Regions from separate parts of the Mus musculus genome. Here region 2 is linked to region 1. Evidence: chromatin contacts called from public Hi-C data. All regions are on one chromosome and are shown on one strand. Each heading gives the region's core, a stretch centred on a gene start, on an enhancer-like site or on the middle of the called end of the contact. The rest is flanking DNA. Distances are from core to core; before and after follow the strand shown. Region 1 holds the start of Eln (elastin). Region 2 overlaps Gm30003 (a long non-coding RNA gene).

Region 1 (3,227 bases), core at 434-2,933:
TTCTTTATGATGAACTAGTATAACCATCCAGGGAGAAGGGTGGGCAAATGTTACGAGACCACATCTGGGGCAGGAGGGTCAGGTGACCCAGAGACACTGCTCTTTAATGGGTCCTCCCGTTGGTACCCACAAACCTCAGTCTCGTTCCAGCCCTGGAACTCTTGTTCTACAGTGGGCTCCTAGCCCCCAGCAAGTAAGTCTCATGGGACAGATGCTGTTCTTATTCAGTCTCTGACCACAGCCCTGTCCAACCCCGCCCTGTAGCCTCCTGTCCCCAGTCCAAGTTCAGGTTCCCACAACAATGAGGTCTCTTAGGGAAACCAGACCCCAGCAGATGGTTCATAGGTTCACACCTCTTTCCCCACAGCTGGATGCACCTTTCATCTGGGAGCAGACTCCTTCCTCCCCATAACCCAACATGCCCGGTCAGGATACATATCAGATGACCAAAAGGATACCTTGAGGCTCAGCCTCTGATACCAGCCATGTCCTGATTGCCAGGAGATGGGCACTTTCCCCAGCTCACGCTCTGGCCTGTATTCCATCTCAGCAAACCCTCATACAGGCATGGACTCGCTCACGCTCACACACACACAGTGACGTCCTACACCTGGGCACCAGACGTCTTTAGGACATTTTTTTTTTAAGACAGCCTGATAGAACCCAAATGGCTCACTAGGTAGCCAATGATGTCTTGAATTCCTGATCCTCCGATGACCACCACACAGGTATGTGTCACCACGCCCACCTAGTTTACTCAGAGCTTTGAGAATGTTTAGCATGCCTTCCATCAACAGGGACGTCCTCAACCCTCCTGGTTGCTCTTGAGACGGGGTCTGGTTGGCTTTGAACTTACATGTTGGGGGTCACAGGTGTGGCTCACCACGCCCAGCTGGGTGTTGGACTTTGGCAGATCCCATCACACAACTTCACGGTTTGCCTCCCTGTACCTCCATCTGTCTAGGAACGGACTTGTGAACAGACCTTCATACCATCCCAGACACATTTCCTTCAGGGACATGCTTGGCTAGAACCTCACACTGACACCTGTGCAACATAGTATGAAACACACACGGGCGCATACACACACACACACACACACACACACACACACACACACACACACACAGAATCCGAACATCTCCAAGCAAAGACAAACCAGGATTGTCTCTCCCCAGGCTGGTATGTACACAGGTGTGCACAGGTATGCAAACTGCCACCACCACTGGAAAGTACTCAGGTGACTCAGAGGACCCCTTCGAGCTTGGACAGGAGGTAGGGACCATCCTGACTGGCGGGAGTGTAGCTTTGACAGGACCCCTAACACGGAGCTGGCTCCCAAGAGGAGACAGTTCCCAGAACCCTCCCTGTCTCGAGGAGGGGGGATCTGGAGCTGAAGGGCTCATCCATCTCCGGGATTCCCCATCAGTCTTGCCACCTGGCCGGCAGGGTCCCGCAGATTGTGGACAGCGTGGGACCAGCGAGGGGCAGCGTGGGACCGGCGAGGGGCCCCTTACCTCCAGGCTGCGCGGGATGGAGGAGGTTGAGCAAGAGGATCAGCAAGACGCCAGGCTGCGGGACTACCGCTGTCAGACCCGCCATCTCGGGGAGGACTGCCCCAGCCTGCTCTCAGCGCCTCGTTTTATCCCCAAAGCGTAATTGCTGCCTGGTAGGCTGCTGTGAGGGAAGGAGGGAGGGAGAGAGGGCGGGTGAGAGGAGGGCGGGAGGAGGGGGAGCTGGGGGAGGGGGCCGCGGGGGAGGGGGCAATTACGAAAGGCCAGACTTGCAAGCCTCCTAGGCTGAATCTGCCTCGACTATGGGTCTATTTTCCTGCACACACACACACACACACACACACACACACACACACACACACACACTGACGCGCGCGTGCTCTGCCCCCCCCCCCCCCCATCGCTTTCCCGCTTTCCCTCTGTAGCTGTTTGCTTGCTCCTGGCCCTGTTCCCGCCAGAAAGTGCAAGGGGGGCCTTTGCCAGGACAGCCCTCTGGAGAGGAAGCAGGAGGGAGGGCCCAGGCAGCCCGGCCAAAAAATCCCAGCCCTAGCCAAGGCTGGAGTAGCCAGGCCCCCGCCCCTCTGCCTGGGCCCCAGGCCCAGTGTGGGGACACAGGCCAGCTGTCCCGCGCCTCAGCTCCCACCCTGGTCCTGCAGACACCCCAACACCCCCAAGCCTGGCTAGAGACAGGCTTTACCCAAAACTGGGTTAGGTAGGTTGATGGGGCTAAGGGAGTCTGCCTATAGAGTTCAAGGTCTGCGAGCAGAATTGTCTGGGAGAGAGAATAGGATAGACATGGTACCGTGGGGGCATTTTAGGAACAGATTAGAGACCTTGACATACGATCTAGTTCATCATGGTTGAGACAGGTCTTAGCCATCTGTTTGAAGCCTGGGAAAGGGTGTTGGATCTATGGGTCTATGGTTGCAGAGACCAAGGGGCTGAGGTCAGGCGAGTGGCTTGGGAGTGAGAGCCATGTATTTAGTGTCTCCCTAGGGCTCAAAGATGATCCTTGCATAAGGTGTTGGTTGGTTCTGTAAGGGCCACGAGCACAGCTTTGCACCGCCCCTGAGCAAGGCACAGTGTCCAACAGAGGTCATACTGGGTCTTAGGTGCCTGGTAGGGAACATGGAGGTGGGAGCTCTGTGCAGGTGACTATTAACTCAGTATTCTCCTTCTTGCTTGTTCACCACCTGTCCAATGCTCTCACTTGCATCTGGAAACTGATTCTCTTGGAGGCTCTGGGAAGGCTTGATGATGCTATTCCTCTACTGGCCAGAAGGGGGCAGCCTATGCTGAACCAGCAGAGAGCCCTCCAGGAAAGCTTGCGATCAGTGCCCTGGCCACCCTGTCCCTGAGCATATGGAGATCCTGTAAGGCTTTAAGGAATGTGAAGTGTAGGTCAGAGAAAGATTATGTCATTCTCAGACTCCTGAGTGTATGTGGAGTACTGTAGGACAGGAGAGGGAGATGGTTGCTTGCTGTATACAGGTCATAGTTGGTTAGAAGAAAAAGTCTAGGCCATAGGTCCTAGAGTCTTTCTCTTGTAGGGGGTGGTGCAGAGGGGTGAGTTAAAGATGTCTTATCAGATGTCTTATACAGTACAGGGCATAGAGGAGTCTGCAGAGATGACAGCATTGGCGGAGGTGGGGGTGGGAGATCAAAGGCAGGTGGCTTAGGTGGACCTGGGCTAATTTTTGGTTCTCTTGTCTT
Region 2 (3,227 bases), core at 490-2,989, 39 kb after region 1:
CTTGCTTCTGATTCTGTTTCTTCTGGTCAAGTTTTTTTTTTTTTTTTTTTTTTTTTAGACAGGGTCTTACAATATAGTACAAGCTGGTCTCAAACTAAGGATCCTCCTGCCTCATCCTTCTGAATGAGCAGGGCTTATTCTCTTTGAGAAGATGTGTGTGTGTGTGCATGTGTGTGTGGTATGTACATGAGTGTGGTGTGTGTATATGAGTGTGATGTGTGTATGGTGTGTATGTATGTGATACGTGTGGTGCATGGTATGTGTGTGTGTGGGGTGCATGGTGTATGTGTGTATGCGTAGTGTGTGTGTGTGTGGTGTGTGTGTGTATGGTGTGTGTGTATGGTGTGTGTATGTGTGGTATGTCTATGGTACATCTATATATATGTATGTGGTGTGTATGTGTGTATGCATGCATGTACACTATGTATGTGTGTATGTGGAGGTCAGAGGCTGACATCAGGTGTCTTCCTCAATTTCTCTCTACCTTAGTTTGGGGGCAGGGTCTCTTTCGGCTGGGCTGGACAGCCGAGAAGCTCCAGAGGGTGTGTCTGTCGCCATCGCCCTGTGCTGGGGTCCCAGGAGTGTGTTGGCACCCCCTGTGCTGGGGTTCCTGGAGCATGCTGGCACCCTGGCTTTTAAGGTGGGTGCTAAGGATCTGAGCTCAGTTCCTCACACTTTTTTTTGAGTAAGCACTTTAACAGCGCAGCCATGGTCCAGCCTCTTTTCCCAGCGCTTCCATGGTTTCTGTGTTCATACTTCCCGCCCTCACTTTCCAGGATGCCATCTCTGACCTGGCTCAGGGACTCTCCATCCAGCTTGGGCTCCATTTCGTCCTTGTCTGGGGACATGGACAGCCTTTACCCCTTACTCTGGAAGTCTAAGATGTAAGATGACAGCTGTCCGGGACGGTCACTGCTCTGCCCCTCTTGAGACACAGGATCATGACAATTCAGGGTGGCTTTTAGAATTCAGTACGAATGGGGATTACAGGAGTCAGCAAGGGAACAATGACTACAGTGGCAGAGCACAATGACACATACGCGCGCGCGCGCGCACACACACCAAAAACAAACAAACAAACACAACAAAACCCATTCTCTAGTTCATTTGGAACAGCAATTCAAGTATTAAAAAATATTTTTTTTGAAGCAGGGTTTCATGTAGTCGAGACTGGCATCGAATTTACTATGTATCACAGGATGACCTTGAACCCCTGATCTTCCTGCCTTCACCTTCACAGTGCCAGGATCACAGGCATGAGGCCTCATACCAAGTTTATGTGGTGTTGGGGACCAAACTTAAGGCTTCCCGGATGTCAAGAGAGCATTCCACCAATTGAGCCCCGCAATGCTTCAACTCCCAGACAAGAAACAAAAGAAAGACTTTTATTTCCTGGCACAGAACACAGTGTGGGAGAGGCAGGGTCCAGTCCAGGCCTGGCTTGTGACCTACATGGGTTCTTCAGCCAGCTTCTCCCTGGCTGGCTCACTGATGACCGTCCCCAGGCTTAGGGTATTAGCCTAGGGACCCAGGTAAAGGGGGGAGGATGGGTGAGGCTGGGGCTCCAGGCTATGGAGTTTCCCTTGGCCCCGACTTCCACAGGGGCTCCATTCCCAGTGTGATAAAAGAGGCATTAAGTGGGAGCGGAGAGGATGAAGTAAGGGAGAAGATATGAGTGACCGCGCCCGGCCCCCCGAGCCTGAGCCCTCCCTGCCCTGCTCCACCAGGAGGCCTTGGAAAAGGACAGGCCTTTCCCCAGCCTCAGCCTGTGCCAGGCACCAAGGGAGCTAGCTTAATCCAGCCAAGCCCGGCCTGATCCCCAGGCTTCGGATGCAAATGCCCTTCAAGTCTCCTTTTGTTTTGTCTGTGTGTGTTCAAGTTTGCGCGCGCGCGCGCGCGCGCGCGCGTGCGTGCGTGCATGTGTGTGTGTGTGTGTGTGTGTGTGCATATGTACTTACAGGGAGGTCAGAGATTGATGTCAAATATGATCGCCACTGTAATTTTTTAGGGTAGGGTCTCTTCACTGAGCCTGGAACTCACTGATTGGTTAGGCTTGTGCCCAGCAAATCCCGGAGAAGATAAGCAGCTTTTACATTTCTTTCCTTTTTTTTTTTTTTTTTTTGAGACAGGGTGGTTTTTCCGTGTAGGTCTGGCTGTCCTGGTACTTGCTCTGTAGGCCAGGCTGGCCTGGAACTCACAGATCCTTCTGTCTCTGTCTCCCAAGTGCTTGGATCAAAGGTGTGCAGTGCCAGCACTGCCCGGCTTCTTTATGTTGGTGTGTGCGTGTGCACCTGTGTGTGCATGTGTGCATGTGTGTGTGTGTATACTGTGTGTACATGTGTAGGTGTAGGTGTGTACCTATGTCATGGTATACACGTGGAGGTCAGAGAAGAACACACGGGAGCAGGTCTCTTCTTCTCCGCAGTGGGTCCCAGGAATGGAACTCACATAGTTACATTTGGCAGCAAACACCTTTATTCCCTAAGGCATCTCCCTAGCTCTGTCCTTGGGCTTTTATTTGAGTGTTTGGGATTTGAACTCAGGTCCTCAAGTCTGCATAGTAAGCACCGGACCACCCAAGCTACTCTCCAGTCTCAGAGGTTTTGTGTTCGTTCTATACCCAGACCTCCTCTCTGTCCTCACTTCACCAGATCTATGTCCTACATCAGGGTTACTTGGAATAAATTAGGAGATCCGATGGGTACGTCCTGCTCTTCTGGGGAAATTCTGAGCCTGTAGCTGCCCAGAGAGGGCATAGTGTCCTCCAGTTGGGCCTGCATGGCCCACCCACCCCATGCCTCCCAGACTCCTTTCCTTTGTGGGGAAAGCTGTTTATTCCCAAGGGTTTCTCACCTCACACCAGAGCCAGCCCCTGAAGGCATTGGCGTGTCATAAACCAGCCTGACCCTAATTTATCTCATCACCATTCCGGAACTGGGGAAGGGAATGGCTCTCCAAGGTTGGGTGGAAGGCTGGCACCATTGACCTAGCCTGGACGGTGACCAAGCTGGATTCGAACCTGGTACCTTCCCCTGCTGAGACCCAGACAAAGAGCGAGTGTGTCCAAAGCGTGGGGTTGGTTTCCTGCTTTGAGTGTGCCAGGATTTCCAAAACCACATAAAGTCTGTGCCCTCCCTGCCACAGAGCTGAATGGCTTCACGTTTTCTTGGGACGTCACCCCGAGCCATCATTGGGAGCCTGGAACATACATGGTTTGGAGGGTGGGC

What was found. A called contact is a pair of places that touch in the nucleus more often than the background predicts.
Region 2: a Hi-C map of uterus shows a contact between it and region 1, with 5 times the contacts expected there. The contact joins the enhancer-like site here to the promoter of Eln in region 1. A contact is called at or near these places in 9 of 39 promoter capture datasets (the 3T3-L1 cell line, cranial neural crest, embryonic stem cells and 4 more), 1 of 15 datasets of contacts at CTCF or cohesin (the NIH/3T3 cell line), 6 of 484 Hi-C or Micro-C datasets (the HL-1 cell line, Sertoli cells and uterus), 4 of 115 datasets of contacts at active chromatin or transcription factors (embryonic stem cells, heart atrium and intestinal villus epithelium) and 3 of 9 other capture datasets (adipose tissue, embryonic stem cells and pancreatic islet).

Annotation. Positions count from the first base shown.
Region 1 is chr5:134,745,640-134,748,866 of GRCm38.p6, forward strand. It overlaps Eln (elastin), which reads right to left and starts at 1,684. Exons shown (of 37, transcript NM_007925.4): 1 at 1,518-1,684. The coding sequence starts at 1,602. Gm30003 (a long non-coding RNA gene) reads left to right here and starts at 73. Exons shown (of 4, transcript XR_868587.3): 1 at 73-1,669.
Region 2 is chr5:134,784,407-134,787,633 of GRCm38.p6, forward strand. The region is part of intron 2 of Gm30003 (a long non-coding RNA gene); the gene reads left to right. Among named protein-coding and RNA genes, the nearest start is that of Eln, 39 kb to the left of the region's middle. Within about 2 kb of position 1,740, at least 36 of the 459 cell types and tissues checked have an H3K27ac peak or open chromatin away from gene starts, as enhancers often do. A contact at or near this core is called in adipose tissue, heart atrium and uterus, where this site is marked.